Regions from separate parts of the Ovis aries genome. Here region 2 is linked to region 1. The links are chromatin contacts, called in public Hi-C maps. All regions are on one chromosome and are shown on one strand. The core of a region is the stretch at or near the end of the contact, and the rest is flanking DNA. Distances in the headings are between cores, read along the strand shown. Region 1 overlaps SPECC1 (sperm antigen with calponin homology and coiled-coil domains 1). Region 2 holds the start of SPECC1 (sperm antigen with calponin homology and coiled-coil domains 1).

Region 1 (3,254 bases), core at 522-3,021:
ATTTGTTTGTCAGTAATTTAACTGCTTAATCATAGCACATGTTCCCTTTATTCAGGATTCTAGAGGAAGACTTCATAAAACCAGTTTTACTGGTTTCCTCACTCCATGGGCTTTAGTTTTCTTATTCTCACATTGAGGAAATACATACAGATCTTCAGCTCAGTGATGTCATAGCAAAGGTCTGTGAATGCTTCATAAACTGTGATGGGCTATTTGGAACGTATTCCAACAGTTATCATTCAAATTCCTGAATGTAATGAGATTTGATTGTAATGAAGTTACATCCTTTGACTTAATCAAGTTAGATTAAAAAATTGCACTTGTCTGTGGAGCTTTTGGGTTTTAAGTGCGGGTAGTCCTTAATGTTTTCATATCAGCTTTTGTACAGCTGGCGCTTTTGTACATGGTCACATATCCCCAGTCTGCCCCATTCCTGTGAATTCAGACCCATGCATCAGCTGACAAACCAGCCACTAGGAGCACTGGCCGGCAGGTCACCCATCAGCAGGTCTGTCTCTGCTGCAGGTGCCAGCACCCCTGCCATTGTGCAGTTGTGTTAGGTGGTTCTGTGAGTGTCAGCTCACACTTTGTCTTTATTTTCTGTGCACGAAAACCAGGGGAATGAGAGCTCTGGCACTAGTAATAAGTGTGGGTTTTAATATCTCAGTACCATTGAGAGGTACCAAGGAGGTGACTCACTGTTAGAAAGGGCACCCCCAGCAGGAGCTCACTGGAGTCGCCACCACTCTCTATAGATTCAGCTGTAAAGACAAAAATGAGACTAAAGAAAAGAAGGAAAATACTAGCAGTACGTGATTGATTTCCTCCTAAAGGAAAGATGTAATTATAAATTATATGTAAACACTTAGGGGACAGAATTCTTTTTATGGCCCTCAACATTTGGCTTTGGGACATGTTTTCGGTAATGGCGTGGGATGGTATAATCTGTTTTTTTCCCAGTATATTAATTTTGGAAGGGATCCTGTCATGAAACAATTATACAGTTATACAGTGTTGTGGTTTTAAACTCATAGCAGTTAAACCTGTGATCAGCCTGTATTGTACCCTTTGCTGGGAATTAATCTGTCCTTGGGGAGGAGCCCTCAAACCTAGCACAGAAGGAAATGCTCACTCTTCAGGTAGTACTGATCATATGATGGCAACTGCTGCTAATGTGCTGTCTAACCTGGGTGCTGGGGGAGCTTGGTAAAGGGGCTGGATTGTCTCTGGGTTCTGATGTCCAGGCCCGAGCATCCCCAGGGCCCTGTCACCATCGCAGTACCCAGAGCAACCACTGAAAGGCAGGGAGGGGTGTGGACGGGGCAGGGGTTCCGGCCCTACCTGGTACCCTCCCCCACCCCACCCCGCACCAGGTTTTGGCCTCGCTCAACCTCACCACAGCCTCCAGGAGAAGGCAGTGTTTCGCCCAGATCACAACACTTCAGGGAGGTCACACGAGTGTTACTTTGTCTTCTCCATGCCCGCCCATTTCTACACTGAACACTTGCTCCTCCCAACTGATTTCGAATCAGTATTATAACATCTCTGTGGCAGAGCCCAGCCCAGACACCTGCTTCTTCCTTTTCTCCCTCCAGTGTCTGTGATGCAGATCTGGTCTTAACTGATGGGCATGGGCTTAGAGAATGGGATGGCCCCTGGTGGTAGATGGCTGTCCTCCCTGATACCCCCTAACTGCACATCCCAGGGCCCCAAGAGATGCTAAGCCTTTTAGGTACCCCCTTTCCAAAACTGCAAGGGGCCCCAACACTAGATGGCAGCCTCGTCCACGCACTGACTCATGTTCTGGGAGCCCCCACTCTGACTAGAGGTCCTTTTGACTTTCATGCAATTAGATCAACAAACATTTTTGAGTGCCTACTGTGTGTCTGACACTATTTTAGGCAACAGGGCAACCTCAGGGGGCAGGACAGAGATCCCCCATCCGTGGAGCTCCATGAACAAACATGGACGAGAACAGTGCAGGCACATGGCTGCAGCCGAAGTGGGAGGGGTGCAGGGCAGACAGCTGGGGTTGGGGGCTGAGGGAAGGAGGAGTGACTCACCCAACCTCATTTTATTTACTTTTTATTTTTAACTTATTTTTATATTGCAGTATAGCCAGTTAACGGTAGCTATACTGGTGGCTCAGACAGTAAAGAATCTGCCTGCAATGCGGGAGGCCTGGGTTTGATCCCTAGACTGGGAAGATCCGCTGGAGGAGGGAATGGCTAGCCACTCCAGTATTCTTGCCTGGAGAATTCCATGGACACAGCAGCCTGGTGGGCTACAGTCCATGGGATTGCAAAAGAGTTGGATACCACTGCTACTAGTCAATTAACGATGTTGTGTTAGTTTCAGATGGGCAGCAAAGGGACTCAGTCATACATATACCTGTATCCACTCTCCCCCAGACTCCCCTCCCATCCAGGCTGCCACAGAACATTGAGCAGAGTTCCCTGTGCTATACATTTTAAATATAGCAGTGTGTACATATCAATCCCAGACTCCCTAACTATCCCTTCCCCCCACCCTGGCAACCATAAGTTCGTTCTCTAAGTCTGTGAGTCTGTTTCTGTTTTGTATCATGCGTTAAGATTCTACATGTAAGGGATGTCGTACGATATTTCTCCTTCTCTGTCTGACTTATTTCACTCAGTATGACACTAAGTCCATCCATGTCTCTGCAAATGGCATTATTTCATTCTTTTAAATGTCTGAGTAGTATTCTATTGTATATGTGTACCACTTCTTCTTTATCCATTCTTCTGGACTTGACCTCATTTTAGAAGGAGCGTTTTGGCTGGCTGTGCAGACTGGACTAGTGGATGGAAGGGAGACCCAATCACAGGCTATGGCCAGGCCCTAGGAGAGAGCCTTTTCAAGGCTGAATAATATTCCCTTGTATGTAAACCACATTTTCTTTACCCCTCCATCACTGACTGACCAGGGAATAGCTTTAACTTCTGCAGTGTCCAGGGTGACGCCACTGTGAGGAGGTTTTAAACTTGGTACTGCTATTATAAAGTCTTGGATTCTTTGAGGGTACCTGTACTTCCCAGAGGTACATGGTCATCAGGGTTTGGTGGCTTTCAGGGTTCCTCTCTGGGAACCTGTGGTTCAGAGGAGGGCACTCTCCCTACTTGTCCCTCCAGAAATACTGACTTTTTTGCAAAGTCTTTCTGTCCAGAAATGTGGCTGCCTCTCTGAGCCTTCCTTTTTGTCTTTATAGTCCACACATTTCTTCTCCTTTTTCT
Region 2 (3,254 bases), core at 531-3,030, 71 kb before region 1:
AGTGATGCCATCCAACCATCTCATCCTCTGTCACTCCCGTGTCCTCCTGCCCTCAATCTTTCCCAGTGTTGGGGTCTTTTCCACTAAGTCAGCTCTTCGCATGAGGTGGCCAAAGGATTGGAGTTTCAGCTTCAGCACCAGTCCTTCCAGTGAATATTCATAATTGATTTCCTTTAGGATTGACTGGTTTGATCTCCTTGCAGCCCAAGGAACTCTCAAGCATCCTCTCAGCACCGCAGTTGGAAAGCCCTGTACATGTGCAATATGAAGCACATTTTGGGGAAAAGAGAAAGGAGAGGAAGAACTTCCTCCTACTTCTCATCTTGCTCAGTTTAGATTTGGCATCACACATACACACACACAGACACACACATACACACACACACACACAGACACACCTGTCTCTTTTCACAAACAACTTCTCTTCTTTTCTCAGGGGTTCTCATCTTCCACACTTTTGGTGCTTGGGTCAGATCATTCTTGGTGGTGGGCCCATCCTGTGCCAACATTATATGTTGCAGCATCAGGGGCCTCTACCCACTAGATAGCAGTGCCCCTCCCCCAAGTGTGAAAACCACAATGTGTCCAGCCATCTCCAAGTTCTGGGTGGGGAGGTGGGGGTGGGGGACATACGGCCCCTGAGAACTCCTAGTCCTGGCTCGTTTCCCTACTGATGCTGAGACTCCACCTGCCCCAACGCATACATACAACTTCTTAGGCATCATATGTGTGAAATCTCTTTTCCTTTCCTGTGTAGCCCACAGCTCCATCTTAACTGGATTCTTTTCATAAATACTTAAACCTCTTCAAACAACCCTCCTTCAACAACACTTCCAGGGAATCCCTAAGGCAGCACCTGTCCTTCTGTTCCCTCCACATGTTGAGGGGTTGGCATTTTCCCGGCTTCATTTCTTTCTCTTCTTTCCATCTTCCCTCCCTCAAGAATGATTCAGGGACCTGCCATTCGGCTCCTGAAGCTTCCACTAAGGTCTCAGATGACTTCCCAGTGGACAAATGCAGTGTACATGAGGCTCACTGGAGCAGAACCAGATGGAGGCAGTGTGAGTGTGGTGTTGACCCTGTTGAGTTTTGGCTTTTCAGAGGCATCCTCGAGGAGACGTTGGGTGGACACTGATAGTTGAGGGCTGGAGTGAGAGGGGTGGCCTGGGCCACCAGTGCACCTGGGATGGACCAGTGTGTGTGTATATATATATGTACCTGATGCCACAGGTGAGATGAGGTCCCTTGGAGAAGAGTGGGTGCGTGGGACTTAGAGCAGATGTTCTCAAACTTAAGGGAACTTAAGAATCAATTGAAGGGCTTGCAAAAGGCAGATTGCTGGGCCCCACCCCCAGAGTTTTTAATGCAGCAAATCCTATGGAGCCGCGGCGAGGGGGCGTTTGAGTTTCCAACCAGGTCCTCCCGAGATGCTAAAACTGCTGGTCGGCTACCACGCTTGGCGGTCCAGGTACCAGCTGGGCGGTTCGGGTACCGCGCTGAACGGTCCTAGTACCGAGCTCTGTGGTTAGGCTATCGAGCTTTGAGGTCCAGGCACCGCGCTGGTCGGCCGGGTACCGAGCTCTGTGGTTCAGGCACCGCGCTTTGCGGTCCGAGTGCCGAGCTTTGCGGATCCGGTACCACGCTTAGCGGTCTAGGCACCGCGTGGGCGGGAGACGGCGCAGGGCCGCGGGACTACAACTCCCAGCGTGCCCCCGCGCGGCTCGCGCGCGCCCCCTGCAGGCGGCTCGGGGCGTCGCTCGGCGGCGGGGGCCCCTCGGGAAGTCCGTGAGGGAGCGCGGGAGCCGCGGCGGCTGCTGGCTGCGGAGCGGAGCTGGCGGGTGAGTGGGGGCGGCGCCGACCACTCTCGCCTCGCGTCTGAGCCGCGTGGTCATCTCGGGCTGCGGGTCCGGGTCTAGGTCCGGAATGGGGGTCCGGGGTGCGGGGTTCGGGGTGCAGGGTCCGGCGCGGGTCGCGGGGCTGCCCCTCGCTGAGGCGGCGTCCGGACGGTCCAGCTCGGGCGGCCGGACCCGTGTCGCAGGTGGCGCGGCAGGAGACTGGCCTCCCCTCCGGGCCGGGGGTGTCCGGGAGCGCTGGACAGAGGCCGGCGCCGCGGACTCGGGGCCCCAGAGGCGCCCCCGGAGCGGCCCCGCGGGAGCTGTCCCGGGTGCTGCGAGGCGGGGCGGGCGGTCCGTGGGGTCCAGGCCCCTGCGAACCGTGGGCGCCGCTGCGCTGGCCCGGCCGGCGTGGCGCACCTGGACCCGAGCGCCGTTGGGATGCCCGGTGGCCCGGGATGCGCAGCCTGTCAGGAGCGCAGGGGGACGCCTCCTCCTCGCGCATCCGGGGAACGCCGTTAGTTTTAGAATTCTGTTTTAAAAAGGGAATTCGGACCCTGAATATCTCATTTTTGAGGTGTGGGCGCTGCGTTTGCCAGCAGGTAAGTTTATATAATGAGCGCTGCTCGCTTGGAGAGACGCGTTCCCAGAGGCTGCTCGCCCTTGCCCTCTATCGGGAGCATTTCGCCCGCCGTGACGCGCTTATCCATCAGCAGCTGCGGGCGCTGCAGGCAGCAGATAAAGCGCCGCTGAGTCGTCACAAGTCAAATTTTGGTTTCAGAAGATTTCTGTCGTTTAGTTTCAAACAAGATGCTGTTTCATTTAAGATGGGAGACGAGGTTGGGGGTGGGGGCAAGCCTGTCATCCCCGATGCCTTACTCTCCAGAAAACAGCTTTGCAGGACGAAGTCTGGAAGCAAACTAAGTTTGATTTGTGCCCCAAACTAGACCTGGAGCGTCCACTCTGAGGTCTGTTCGTTTTAATCGTTTTTCCGGTTGATTTGTCTGCTTGTTGTACATGGACAATCTTTTCTGTTAAACAACGGAGGTCTCTTTCTGATGTTTGTACTCATTTCTTGTTTTCTATGGACCACCTCTCCAGAGCCTTGACTATTAAATAGGACATTTTTGTCTTGGGCTTGGTTTTAGGGGAATGTTGCCAGTGTTTCCTCATTAAGGATCTGATTTATCAGATTAAGTCAGTTTCTGTTTTGTGAATTTCCACCCCCTCCCAAAATGCTTCTGTGTAGCATGTATTTATATGACCATGTAGTTTTCTTCTTGACATTGTTAACATCACAGGAGATTATTTTGCTAGTTTTTCTGTCGCCAATGGGTTGTTTGATACTGACATTTTATTTAGGATTTGGGGATCTGTATTGATAAGAAATTGGTGTTATGTTTTTTCACCCTCCTCCCATGT

Evidence for each region. A called contact is a pair of places that touch in the nucleus more often than the background predicts.
Region 2: a contact with region 1 is called in a Hi-C map of hypothalamus, with 5 times the contacts expected there. The contact joins the promoter of SPECC1 here to the enhancer-like site in region 1. A contact is called at or near these places in 11 of 16 Hi-C or Micro-C datasets (blood, hypothalamus, liver and 4 more).

The regions. Positions count from the first base shown.
Region 1 is chr11:33,417,333-33,420,586 of ARS-UI_Ramb_v3.0, reverse strand. All of the region lies in intron 3 of SPECC1 (sperm antigen with calponin homology and coiled-coil domains 1), which reads left to right. Among named protein-coding and RNA genes, the nearest start is that of SPECC1, 71 kb to the left of the region's middle. Within about 2 kb of position 1,771, at least 4 of the 54 cell types and tissues checked have an H3K27ac peak or open chromatin away from gene starts, as enhancers often do. A contact at or near this core is called in hypothalamus, where this site is marked.
Region 2 is chr11:33,488,314-33,491,567 of ARS-UI_Ramb_v3.0, reverse strand. It overlaps SPECC1 (sperm antigen with calponin homology and coiled-coil domains 1), which reads left to right and starts at 1,780. Exons shown (of 15, transcript XM_042256705.2): 1 at 1,780-1,838.